Regions from separate parts of the Zea mays genome. Here region 2 is linked to region 1. A link is a contact called in public Hi-C data. All regions are on one chromosome and are shown on one strand. Each heading gives the region's core, a stretch centred on a gene start, on an enhancer-like site or on the middle of the called end of the contact. The rest is flanking DNA. Distances are from core to core; before and after follow the strand shown.

Region 1 (6,648 bases), core at 1,425-3,924:
AAAGCTATCTTACATGAAAAAGCAGAATGGCAGAACGCACCTCGTGCAATATTATACTATCCAAAAGGTGGCCATTTGCACAGGGATCCCAGGCCGGCCCACAAAGGCTTAATTAAAATTAGTATTAGGAGGTAGTAGTACACAGGCAGAGAGATCTTTGATCAAACACACACACAGGCAGCGATCTGATTGCATAGCATGGGGATCAATGTGCAGGATTTAACCATAGAGACATGTGCATCATAGGTTCATCACTTCAATCCTATCAGGTGTGCCGCCAATCTGTAGGACACGAGATCGCAGTCTTAATTACTCCCTCCGTTTCTTTTTATTTGTCGCTGGATAGTGCAATTTTACACTATCCAGCGACAAATAAAAAGAAACGGAGGGAGTATGAGGAAAACAACAGCAAATGTTGTTATTGTCTAATTAAGCCCATGTTCCCAGTTTTACTGTTCTATGCCACACGCTTTTTGTAATTAACATGTCTAACTTTGTAAAGTTTTTTCAAGCAACAATTGTTCAAATCATACATACAGTTTGTACATAAATATATCTTTTTTTTGAAAACTTAGTGCAGGAGCTCTGCTATTTCATTTAAGAAGAGAAGGGAAACAAGAGTCTTAAAAAGTTGCTATTACATATAACGAAAAACACTCAAACACAATCCAAAAAAGAGAAGACATTACACTACACATGGATGCCCAACTGCAGCTCGTCTCAACGCTATTTCTTGTTTGGCCAGATGAAAGACCACTTGTGTCGATGCTTGCTTGCCCTAAAAAATATGCCGATTCCGCTCGTTCCAAATATTCCAGGTGAAGTACATAAGCAAACCCGAAACAGTGAGTTGATCTTCTTTCGATTTGTTTTGGAGCACAGCAACCCACCACGAATCGAAGCTCTGAATATCTGAGCTGGGCGGCATGATCAGATTATTGGTCCATGACCTGACTAACTCCCACACTTCCAAAGCAATGGGCACTTGAGGCAAAGGTGAATCGCAGTCTCCGGCTCTTGATCGCAAAGGATATCTGTACAACTAGATTCGCGTCCCAAACATATTTAGATACAAACTGGTTTTGTAGCAGATTGTGATGATATAGCATCGTGAGAATAACTGACAGTCAAAATACGCCCGTAAAAGACTTCTCCAAACGATTGTCTTTACAAGTAACTAACTAAAGGTGATGGTATGCAAAGACTTGTAAACCAGCACATGGATATGGGTTAGGTGCCGGATCGACCGTGTAGGCTACTTAATTAATAACCTTTCAATTATCTTGCCAACGACTGATATGGGTTAGTCACTTCAATTCTACATTAGTGACTGTAGCCAAATACGTACTTGTAGGCTACTTAATTAATAACCTTTCAATTATCTTGCCAACGACTGAAACCAGCCCTGCAGTGTCATGCTGGTCCCCTGCAAATGTTACAATGGGATCGACCGTGTTTAGAGATGGCCAAACGGGCCACCTGGCTCGGCACGGGTCCGGTGAAGCCCGGTCCGTTTTGGGTTGGGTCTGACCCGTCAAACACGTTAGAAAACCGGACCGGGCCATCTAAGCCTGCGGGCTTGTTTCCCTGTCCGAGCCCGCTCACAGCGGGCCTAAACGACCCGGTAAGCACGGAAAAAGCGGACCAAAAAAGTGGGCTAAACGGACCGGTAAGCACGGTTTAGTGCAAAAAACGGGTTTGACGGGTTTAGAGGTAAACGGGTCGTGCCGGGCTAGCCCACCGTGCATAATTTCTTGTCCAGGCCCGGCCCGCTTATTCGTGCCGGCCCGGACCCGTATAAAAGCGGGTCAGACCGGGCCAAAAAAAGTGCTTCGGGCTAGAGGCTTTCGTGCTACGTGCTTTCTGTACATCTATAACCGTGTTAGGATGTGTTGTGATAAAGTTGAAACCGAACGGGTGGGGGTGTGATGCTGAGCTCATAGAGGATCTTGAGTTGTGAGGCCTCAAACCCATGTTTACTGAACTAAGGACGGTGCCAGAATAGTTCTACTATAAAAGGAACCGAGCTAGTATAAAGTGAGATGACTCATGCATATTTAGAACTTGTTCGGTTGCGTGTAGATCAAAGAATTATCCTCTTTAATCCCTTTAATCTAGATGCAACCGAACAAGATGAGAGGTATGCATGTTTCCTGTCTCATCCCAAACACATTGGGTTGAATCCTGAATGAACCGCATGATTGCAGCTCTCCCGGCAGCTCGCCGCAGCATCATCAGGAAAGCGGCCGTTAGGAGAAACGCAGACGCCTACGCTACGACGAGCATGATTCACATGATCACACCTTAACTTCTCAAGGGCAAAAGGCCTATATGAGCATGATGCTCCCTGTCCCCCTTTTCTATACATTTCCTTATAGCTCATGGCTTTGCAGTCCGCGCCGCCATCATCAGACCTCCGTTCCATCTGTGACTGTGATCCATGGCCGTGGCTAGGCTAGCCGTAGCATTTTTGCCAGCGAGAGCCTTTTGAATTGAGCTATAGCTGCGGCCCATGGGCGTGGGCATCAGATTTGGGACTGGCTTTCTGCACGCACTCCCACACCACACACACACCGGCCACTGTCTAAAAGGCACTAGTGCTACAAATAAGCTGCACTGTCCTCTGCCCTGACGCCCACGTAAACATATTTGGCGTGCATCCCTTCGCAGTGTTTGCTTGCTGTGCTGACTTCATTGGAGAGAGAGACAGTGAAGAGTAGAGGAGAGAGAGAGAGAGAGAGAGAGAGAGAGAGAGAGAGAGAGAGAGAGAGAGAGAGAGAGAAAATGGGCGTGGCGACGGTGACAGAGCTGAAGCAGAGCATCTCCGGGAAGAGGACATTCCGGCCGAGCCTCATCAGCCGCCACGCCAATGAGTGGTAACTCACTCGCGTTCCTGCTTCGTTCCTCGGATCCTGTGCTCCTCTCCTGAACTCGACTCTGCGTTCTGCCAGGCCTCCGACCGACGTCTCCAGCGACCTCACCGTCGAGGTCGGCACCTCCAGCTTCGCACTCCACAAGGTGAGAGCTGAGAGCTCCTTGCCCTTCCACAAGAAAACGAAAAAAAAAAAGAAAGAAGATTAAAACGATGTGCTAACGCCGGCGGCATAGCTGTTCGCGCAGTTCCCGCTGGTCTCCCGGAGCGGCAAGATCCGGCGCCTCGTCGCGGAGGCCAAGGACGCCAAGCTGGCGCGGCTCAGCCTGCACGGCACCCCGGGGGGCGCGCCGGCGTTCGAGCTCGCCGCCAAGTTCTGCTACGGCGTCCACGTGGACGTCACGGTCGCCAACGTCGCCATGCTGCGCTGCGCCGCGCACTACCTGCAGATCACCGACGACTTCTCCGACAAGAGCCTGGAGCTCCGCGCCGAGGCCTTCCTCCGCGACGCGGTGCTCCCCAGCATCGCCAGCTCCGTCGCCGTGCTCCGCAGCTGCGAGGCGCTGCTCCCGGCCGCCGAGGACGTCGGCCTCGTGCCCCGCCTCATCGCCGCCGTCGCCACCAACGTGTGCAAGGAGCAGCTCACCTCGGGGCTGTCCAAGCTGGACCAGTGCGCGCAGCTCAAGCCCGCGGCGGCGTTCGCCGACCTCGACCCGCCGGCCGACTGGTGGGGCAAGTCCGTGGCCGCGCTCGGCCTCGACTTCTTCCAGCGGCTGCTCTCCGCGGTCAAGGCCAAGGGGCTCAAGCAGGAGACGGTCACCAGGATCCTCATCAACTACGCGCAGAACGCGCTGCACGGGCTCATGGCCAGGGACGTGCACAGATGCGGCGGCGCGGACGCCGACGCCGTCAAGAAGCAGCGCGCCGTCGTGGAGGCCATCGTGGGCCTTCTCCCGGCGCAGTCCAGGAAGAGCCCCGTGCCCATGGCCTTCCTCTCGGGGCTCCTCAAGACGTCGATGGCGGTGTCCGCGTCCAGCATCTGCAGGGCCGACCTGGAGAAGCGGATCGGCATGCAGATGGACCAGGCCATCCTGGAGGACATCCTCATCGCCGCGGGCGCCGCCGTGGGCGCGCCGGCCGGTCAGCAGCACGCGCTGTACGACACGGACGTGGTGGCGCGCATCTTCTCGGTGTTCCTCAACCTCGACGACGACCATAACGAGGAGGACGACGGGTTCGACTACGACAGCCCGCGCTCGCCGAAGCAGAGCCTCCTGGTGAAGGCCGCCAAGCTGCTGGACAGCTACCTCGCGGAGGTGGCGCTCGACTCTAACATCCTCCCGTCCAAGTTCATCTCCCTCGCCGAGCTGCTCCCGGACCACGCTCGCGTCGTCACCGATGGCCTCTACCGCGCCGTCGACATCTTCCTCAAGGTCAAGACACGCGACATCTACCGCACCGCACCAATTCAGCCTGTTCTAATTTGCTTGGCTAGCCAGAACCAAAAGCCACCTAGCTTAACGTGCTTGCCGATCGATCTGTATATCTGTCTGCGTGCATGCAGGTGCACCCCAACATCAAGGAGGCGGAGCGGTACCGGCTGTGCAAGGCGATCGACTGCCAGCGGCTGACGCCGGACGCGTGCAGCCACGCGGCGCAGAACGAGCGGCTCCCGGTGCAGATGGCGGTGCAGGTGCTCTACTTCGAGCAGCTGCGGCTGCGGAGCGCGATCCAGGCCGGGGGTGGCAGCAGCATGGGCGGGCACGACGGGGCGGTCTTCTTCGGGTGCGCCGCGGCCGCCGCGTCGGTGCAGGGCAGCGTGAACATGCGCTCCGGCAGCGGCGTGGGCAGCGGCGCCATGTCGCCGCGGGACAACTACGCGTCGGTGCGGCGGGAGAACCGGGAGCTGAAGCTGGAGGTGGCGCGGATGCGGATGCGGCTCACGGACCTGGAGAAGGACCACGTGAGCATGAAGCGGGAGCTGGTGCGCGTCGGCCCCGCCAACCGCCTGCTCCGGGGCTTGGCGCGCAGCCTCGGCAGGCTCTTCCGCATGCGCCCCGCCGCCGAGCCGGGGCTGCAGCAGCTCGGGGCCAAGGCTACCGCCGACGCCAAGGTGCTCTTCCAGCGCCGCCGCCGCCACTCCATCTCATGATCTCGGTTCCTCGAATCGGAGAGGCGACCGGCGGGCACGCTGCCGATCGAGCGTGCTCGCGAGGATGAGTGGCCACGCTACTGTACGTGCGTACAGCAAAGTTTCGCGTGTGCAATTGTGCATAGCATACAAGAAAGGAAGACATGGTTTGAGTGAGTGCACACTGCAGGTTTATTTCTTCCCGGATTTCGTGCGGTGCGGGCATCGCGTGGTCTTCTGCTCATGAAAGTCATGGCGTTCGACACAGCATGCGATGCGATTCATGTATATGGATGGATGGACTATGGAAAGGTTTCGAGGGGTGTATGTATCTTTGGGACCAGTGGACACATGGTTCCTCCTGTTTTCTCTGTAGTTTCCGGCCAAATTCCGTTCAGCCGAGCGATTTCTATTTCTTGTTTAGGCGAAATTGTTCAGCAAAGTAAGAAGGTTATTTTAATTCCACCTTTATTGAAAGTTGAAAAAAAACTAAAAAATGCGAAACTGTGTTCAGCAAATTAGGAAACTTGAAAAAATTCTTCCTAAGGCGAAATTGTTCTCAGCTAAGTAGAAAAAATACTATTAATTAAATAATGGAAGTTTATGACTAGAGGAGACTGACCTTATGGTCCGCTCTAAGGAACTGAAGGTTACTACCTTAGAATTCATAGACAAAGTTACTTTAATTCTCCGTAACAAGTATATAACCTCAACCCACTAAGATAAGAAGTTAAGGCTGCTGGGTTGGGCCTGCTAATGGGGAGAAACACTGGTCGAATTTCCAGCCAGCCCGTAACGATATCCATTGGCCCTACAAGCCAGCAAGGGCCCACCGAACGGCCGAACAGCCCGAACTTACCTTCCATTGCAATTAACAGGTCCAAGGGTAGCCAGTCGTATATCCCCGCTCCTGTATCGTATAATACCTCTATTTATGGTTCCAAATATATATTATAAAAATATATTTAATAACAAATGTAGTTATATTATTTATCATCATAGATATTAATAACTTTTTTACAACGCTACAACCTCTGTGACTATTTTATTCGGTGCAGTATTAGGTGCATCACTAAGCACATCTAGTGGTATCTGGTGCAACATATTTGTTCAGTACACATGTTTGTAGTTGTCCTTCTTCACATAGTACCGATGTTATCTGATACTTTACCAAGTGCACCACCAGACCTATTCAGTGTGCTGAGGAGCATGTGTTTTCTTCATTTCTTTGCATGTGTTTATTAGAGTTTCTCCCATCCTGTATAGTAGACTCTTGCATTATTTGTAGGTCTTTAATATATCTTCTAATATCTTGTTAAGATCCTGATCACACACTTGGCTTAGTCCAAGTCTACTTGTGCATAATTTGAACTATATCTAAGACATTAGCAAATAATGTTAATCCAAATGGTCATTATGATCAACAAGCACTAAAACCATACTTTAAATGGGTCTCAGTCAATTTTTTGTACACTAACATAACCATTATGATTTCATTTTCATGTGCCATGTGAAAGCATCTAGGCCCCTGGTTGGTTTTAGTGATTAATGACAACGTAACATTATATGTGACTAACGTGTGTTTTGCAGAGACAAATCGTAAGTTAGGGTCAGTTTGGATAGCAGCCTACGGCGCCACACCCTG
Region 2 (7,222 bases), core at 167-2,666, 470 kb after region 1:
ATAGAGTTATTGATAAATGTAAAGGGCATTAATGTAATTCTACACGGGCTGCGTCTCGCGCCTATAAATAGATGGCATTCGCTTTTTGCATCACGCTTGTACCTTTACTTTTCATCAATCTGAAGGTACATTTATAATTTGTTATTATAAATTTGATAATAAAAATAAGTTGATGATAATATCTGTATTATTATTCATATTTCATATATGTTTTCTTCTTCATCATCTATCGAACTTACGAAGGTCTTTTCCTTCGTGACCTTCGTCCGGAATTCATTATATCCGAAGGGACGTAATGTCTTTAAGGACGAAGGACTTTTACATTTAACAGTTTTTATGTTGCCTTGTTCTTAACTCTTAGCATTTTAGAGCAAGTCTCCAACAACTATATTAACTCCTCTTTTATAAGGATTCTCGAATCATGGGCGGATTTAGGGGTGTTTGTCGGGGTCAGCCGAGCCCCGATAAAAATTATAAATCCTTTAGAAAAACATTGTTAAAGTTTAAGAAAATTTGTATCATATAGCAAACCTGATCTTGCTGATCCTGACAATATTTTTGGCTAGATTCGCCAGTGACTTGAATCCTTCTCTTTATAGCTAGAAAAAGGAGAATTCCTACCTAAAACTAGTCTAGAGAGAACAAGGAAACCCTTGCCAAACTGTTCATGGATTTATAGTTGGAACAATAACATTTCTCAAGTTCTTATAGATTATATGGAAATCAAATAAATTTGTTTCTTGAGAGAAACTGGACCAGCCCGTTACATATGTTAGATAAGTTTGTTTAAGAAACCAAATCCCAAAGAGGTGAAGCAAGGGCAACCGTGCTCTAAACCTCTAACCACGCTAAACAACCAATTACAATCTTTACCAAAGCGGCGAAGGCAAACGATTTCTTGCTTATCTAAGGCTTTGTTTGTTTCCTTTTAAAATTATATAATCCAACTTATGGATTATATAAGCACTTAAGCCATGTTCGTTTCCCTCCTAGATTATATAAGTTAGATTATGTTGATAGGGTAAGAGAGTAAAATATTATTTTAGATTATAAATAAGCTAAAATAAGCTATTAAATGTTGGCTTATTCTAGCTTAATATGTAATGTCAAGTGATATTTTATCCTTCTAACATAATTTAACCTATATAATCTAAAAGGGAAACAAATACATTTTTATTAACTTGTTTATGGATTATTATAATCTATATATCTAGATTACATAATTCATCTAATAATTTATATTGTTTGTTTACCTCTTAAATTATTTAAGTTAGATTATATAATCTATAGGATAAATAAACTAGGCCTAACAAACCAAACACACCTAGGTTTGCCTGGTGTTGTGACCCTCGTTTCCGTTACAATCCAGGCGGCCCAAACCCGGTCCGGGCTATTTTCCGCCGGTCTACCGCGACACCACCACACACACACCACGGCACCACCAATTTCCGTCTCTCCCCGTCACCGTCCTCTCTTCTCTTCCTTCCTTCTCTTTGCCTTTAAAGCCCGAGCACCCCCTCTCCAGCCCCGTCCCCGCCTCCTCTCTCCCTCTCTACACTCCAACGGTCCAACCCACCACCGTCCTCGGCCGGTCCTCGGCCTCGCCGTACTCTCCACTCTCCATACCCTGCGGCGCGCTGCTCGTACTCTTCCCTGCCGCAAACCATCAGTCAATCTCGCCGCTCCTAGCGTCCGGTTCAGAGATTCTCTCTCGCTACCGGCCGGGGCCGTCTGTTTCTCGTCCGAGAGGTCGGAGGGCTCCTCGTGGCCGGAGCCTGGGGCAGGACCTGCCAGAGCGGCGTGCATGAAGACTAAGGTTTGCCCGTCTGTCCTGTTCCCTCTAATCTCGCATTCGTTCATGCTCCCGCTCCGCTCGAGAGGCTGTGCTGCTCTCGCTTGGTAGCGCGTCGCACGGTCCCTCGTTTTGCGATGGGTTCGTTGCCTTGGGGCGCGCTCCTGTGCTCCGCCATGGGGATTTCGTCCGTGATCACGCGCTCCCGGCGTGTTTCTCTACGCTCGTATCCGTGCTTCGTGCCACGTGGCCGCGCGTTCTTGGGTGCTGGTCCGGGCGTCGGTTTGGTCGGCCGTGTTTCTTGGCCGCGAGCCTGTGCTCGATTTCTCCTTTCGTTTGCTGGTGGTCGGTTCAGTTGCTTGGTTTCCACGGTGTCTGCAGGATTTGCAGTCGTGGGCCGTAGGATTGTGGTGGTGCCTGGCCTGAGATAGATTCGCAGGATGCGGTTTGTTGTTTGATCGGTGCCTGTAGAATTTACTTGGTTTGCTTGATCTCGTGGCTCTGGTTGTTGTCGTGTAGGCTTACGGTGACGGTGAGGAGCTGGACAAAGTGTTGGCCAATAGGTTCTGTTCATGATGGTGCAGTGCTTCTGTGCTTGATGGCTTGGTGCTGTTAAATAATTTTGCATTGATTGTGGTCCGTGCAGTGATTGAATCCTCCAATTCGTTTTTCTGTTTCTTTTGTGACACACATTACACTTGAGGCCTATGTTTATCGATGGCCCCTCGTTGATGAATCTTATACATAGTAGGCACTGACTTCATTTGCTGCCTGCAAGAGCTAGCGTGCCTGTGTTTCCATGTTATGCAAATTTTCTGTTGGAACCGATAGTACATCATTTTGATGACCCTGGAGTTGCTGTAGTATTGTTTCCTCTACTACAATTTCTTGCATGGCAGGAAACCTTATTGCATTCTGCTGTTTATTCCACAGTAAGATTGCAACTAATAGACAGGAAAGTCAACTCCTTTCCTGAAAACATTTCCACCCTTAATCTTACGTTCGAGATATTATGCTAGGTTTTAATTATTACAGATACAGCTAATCATATCAACATCTATATATGTACTTCATATGCTCACTTTTACTGCAAGGGTAGTAAATTACCACTGTTGGTTTCCTTCTTGTTGCAGATAATTTATTCAAATGCATACTAACTCACAAGAATTCTTAAAAAATAAAAGGAAGAAATTTTGCACATGCATGCTCCTAGTTTACATAACAAACTTCATTATTTGTAATGATGATGCATATGTTCTTGTATTGCGTACTATTGCAATGGCTCTTTACAACTGCACCTTTTTTGTTCTAATTGTGATAGATGGAGCCAGAATCACTCGATTTTGAAGACAATGGTGAACACCAATCTTCATCAGAAGCTTCTCTTGCTTCAGATGTGATATATGGTGACTCGCCTGTATGTCCACGCATCGGAAGTGAGCACCAGGCAGAAATCCCCAATCTGGCTACAGAAGATGAACGTCGTGAGCTCATGGCTAGTTCACATAATGATTCCATATTGCATGGGTATGGTTATCCTGTTGTGGTTGGGTTAACTTTACCAATTATATGGGCATCACCAAGAGAAGCCAGTAAGACAGAACAGGTATTACAAATGCAAAATTATTCAGAATCTGGAACAAAAGGCAGCACTGGAGATGTGCAAAGTCAGGTGACCTCAACTTGTGCAACCAGCAATGACACTGGCAGATGTGATCCGACATTCCAGGATCTACATGCAGTAGTTCCTGTAGTTCAAATTAAATCTGACATTAATCAAGCATATAATGAAAAAATGGCCCCTTGCCCCTCTCAAGAAGGCCAGAATGTCACCAATAATTCAATAATGCAGCAGAGAGAAACCAAACAATTAAATCCGCTGCCTTATTCACCCATTGCTCTTTGGAGTGATCTTGAGGCAGAGATCTTTCTCCTTGGGCTCTACATTTTCGGCAAGAATCTCAACCTGCTGAGCAGGTTTTTGGGTACAAAGACTGTTGGTGATGTGCTTGCATACTACTATGGGAAGTTCTATAGAAGAGATGCGTACAAAAGATGGTCTGACTGTAGAAAGGCGAAAACTAGGAAATGCATTCTTGGGGAACGCATTTTTCAAGGATGGCGACAGCAAGAGCTAATATCACGTCTGAAATCTAAAATCCCTAAAGAAGCTCATGATTCGTTGATTGAGGTATGTAGTATGTTGCATTGGCACTGGTAGAAAAAAAATGATTCTTTTGCCATTTCATTGTTGTTCACTGATTAATTTGACTTGGTTGAATATGAAATTATTCTCATGACATTTCAAATTTATTTGCTTTGTAGTTTCTCGTTACATATGTCATCCTAAATTCCTATTGTTCTATAAAGCAAACACATATTTCTTATAGTAACTTTTTACATTTGATTTGCACCATTTATATTTCTTCAATTTCCAGTCACTTGTTTTAGGGGGTTTGAATGCACTAGAGGTAATAGCTAGTAGCTAAAATTAGTTGAGACATCCAAACACCCTAGCTAATAGTTCAGCTATTAGCTATTTTTGGTTAATTAGTTAATATTTAGGTAACTATTTGTTAGCTAGCTAATTCTACTATTTTTAGCCAACTAACTATTAGTTCTAGTGCATTCAAACACTCTCTTAGCTTGTCCTTGCCTGGTGTGGTGAGGCGAGCAGAGCTGATAATCCGAACAAACCCTTAGTCCCATAGAGCTATCAGCATATGAAGGGTTATCCAAGCATATTGATTGGTCTGGTCCTCAATGGCAAAGTTTTTTTTCTCTCAAATACACCAATAACAAACTTTAATGTCTTCAGATCTTTAATATACTTTCGAGGACTTCTGTGTTTATGATTATAAACATCAGGCTGGAAAGATGAAGCTTTTGTAGGCATGTATTTGGCCATTGTAATTCTGTGTTTTGATATCATTTTTGTGAAGAAGTGTTCATTGCTTGCCATTTCTTGAACTGTTGTATGCATGATAACTGTACAACGGAGTTGTGACTATCCAAGCATAATTAATGTGTCTAGTTTAGTTGCACAAAAGAATCACTAACTTGCACACATCAGGCATTGTCAACATTATTGAAGGATGCTGATATTTTTTTTATGCACTCCCTGATTCCCATATGATTTGCTTTGCTTTCACATATTGCAGGTTTTCAAATCTTTCAGTGATAGCCAAACATCTTTGAAGGAATTTGTCTTCAGTCTGAAATCCACTGTTGGAGCAGAAACTTTTGTGGAGGCGGTTGGGGTTGGTAAAGGGAAGCACGATTTGACTGGATTCATTATGGACCAATCTAAACCCAATCAAGCTCTCTCTGTTCACAGTGACTTGCCTACAGGCAAAGACTATTCTTCACTTGCTTCAGAAGATATAATCAAGTTCTTAAATGGTGATTTCAGAAGAAGTAAGACTAGATCAAATTATATTTTCTGGGAAGCTGTATGGCCCCGTTTGCTTGCAAATGGTTGGCACTCAGAGCAGCCAAAGGATGTTAGCACAACTAAGAATTGCCTTGTATTTCTTGTGCCGGGTATAAAGAAGTTCTCGAGATGTAAACTCACTAAAGGTACTCATTATTTTGATTCTGTCAGTGATGTCCTCAAAAGAGTGGCAGCGGATCCTGTTCTTCTTGAGTTGGAGATTGATGTGATAAACAATGGTTTAACTGCTGAGGAAAATGGCAGTATCACAGATGTGAAACTGAACCAGTATAGTCCATTAGATGGATATCAGGAGCTTCCTAAGTTCACAATAATTGATACTAGCTTAGTCGAGGGGGAAGTGCCATTCAATGTCAGGGAACTGAGGAACTTACCTGCAGATTCAAATATTAGTTTTCTCCTTTCACAACATCCATCTAATATGGTGAGTTACAGCTCCTCTGAAGAGGAAGGTGCCAATGATAGATTATCAGATGAGCAGGAAGACTATGGACGAGTTAAAGCTGTTGTCGATGAAATTGAAATGGTTTCAGCTGCTTCACTACAAAACATGGTGACTGCTAATGGCAATGATGACAAACTAGATTTGACAGGCATCAAAACAAAACCTGAAAAGCGCAAATATTTGTCCCCAGTGTCAAAAGGCAGAATGCTAAATAGCTGTAGTAATGAACAGGCCAGCCGGCGCAGTTTTTCTTTCTCAAAAGGTGGTGATTTGGAGAAAGAGAAAAGCAAGCCACCATTGACTTCATCCAAACCAGCTGCTCTTGAAGTTGGCGACACTTTTCAGAGCTATTCTACAAAGGATAATCTATCTGAGCAGAAAAACAATGCATTGAACTCTCTTACCAATTATGGGCAAAATGAGAGAATGGTTATGGAGAACTTAATTAACAAGTCATCAGAGCGTAAGGTTGATGCAGTGGCTGAAGTTCACTCAAAGATCAATGCCGATCAGCCAAAATTTATTAAAGAAAGAGCTGAGGTTGTTGGTCCAATTGACTTGAATAATCTGGGAACGCTACACGGTGATAAGGCAAGCCGAAGCATTCACATCACATCATTTGAAAATCTTGGTAGCGTGAAGGTTGTTGAAGCTTCCTCCAGTTCAGACAAGAACATGGCCTGTGATCCTTCAGGGACAGCAGGAATGCCTGTTAGCGAGGTACCTGATCCTGCTTTGCAGGTGAATGCTCGGAGGCACGGAACCAGAAACAGGCCTCCCACCGTAAAAGCTTTAGAAGCTGTTGCGTTTGGACTTCTTGGAAGCGGGAAGCGTAAGGGTGACATGAAGAACAGGGCGACAAGCCGGCCTTCTCAGCGAGCTCGCAAGGCTGCAAAAGACTCAGTTCCCGTGGCTTCTTGTGGTGATGCGAAGGTGAGATGAGCAGATTTCTGTGCGTTGATTGGCACATGCTGACAATCAACGGTACCATGACAATGTGCGGATGATGAATATCAAGCAACTGCATGAGGCCTGGAGCTAAGCTGTCCAAAGCTGGTGGTTACCTTACCATTGTCTAATGCGGTGCCTACCATTCAGGAAATCTTCCAGGTGACGATGGTTTTACAGGGTGCATGGTCACCATTCGAGCCAGGAACCCATCCTTAGTTTTTTTTTTTAGTCAATAGAAGCCCTGTGCCTGTCAAGCCTTGGCTAATTCAGTTTTGCGTTTATACCGGGATTAATGTTTTGGTACATCGCTCTATCGACTTTTGATGGGTGCATTCGTCTCTGAGCTTCTTTTGCAGGGAATAGAGCATTCGTCAGCTTCATAAACCACTACTAACATTTCATTTTGTGTGAACCTGCATAGCTTGCTTCTTGATCCGATGCATTCTTTTTCCTGACGAAAGAAAAGAGCCTCTCTAACAAGTATCCCGTGCATAAGAGATTAGAGAGTTTGTAGTTGCACATATACGCAAATCCAAACCGAAATTGGATTGCTTATTTCCATGATTCCTCCATTTTTTTT

Evidence for each region. A called contact is a pair of places that touch in the nucleus more often than the background predicts.
Region 2: a contact with region 1 is called in a Hi-C map of ear, with 4 times the contacts expected there. The contact joins the promoter of LOC100381518 here to the promoter of LOC103639140 in region 1. A contact is called at or near these places in 5 of 25 Hi-C or Micro-C datasets (ear, leaf, tassel and 1 more).

The regions. Positions count from the first base shown.
Region 1 is chr9:135,316,720-135,323,367 of Zm-B73-REFERENCE-NAM-5.0, forward strand. LOC103639140 (putative phototropic-responsive NPH3 family protein) reads left to right here and starts at 2,675. Exons shown (of 4, transcript NM_001323421.1): 1 at 2,675-2,876; 2 at 2,952-3,018; 3 at 3,121-4,305; 4 at 4,437-5,406. The coding sequence starts at 2,785. The coding sequence ends at 5,024.
Region 2 is chr9:135,788,565-135,795,786 of Zm-B73-REFERENCE-NAM-5.0, forward strand. It overlaps LOC100381518, which reads left to right and starts at 1,417. Exons shown (of 3, transcript XM_008660544.2): 1 at 1,417-1,816; 2 at 3,114-3,983; 3 at 4,954-7,029. The coding sequence starts at 1,805. The coding sequence ends at 6,633.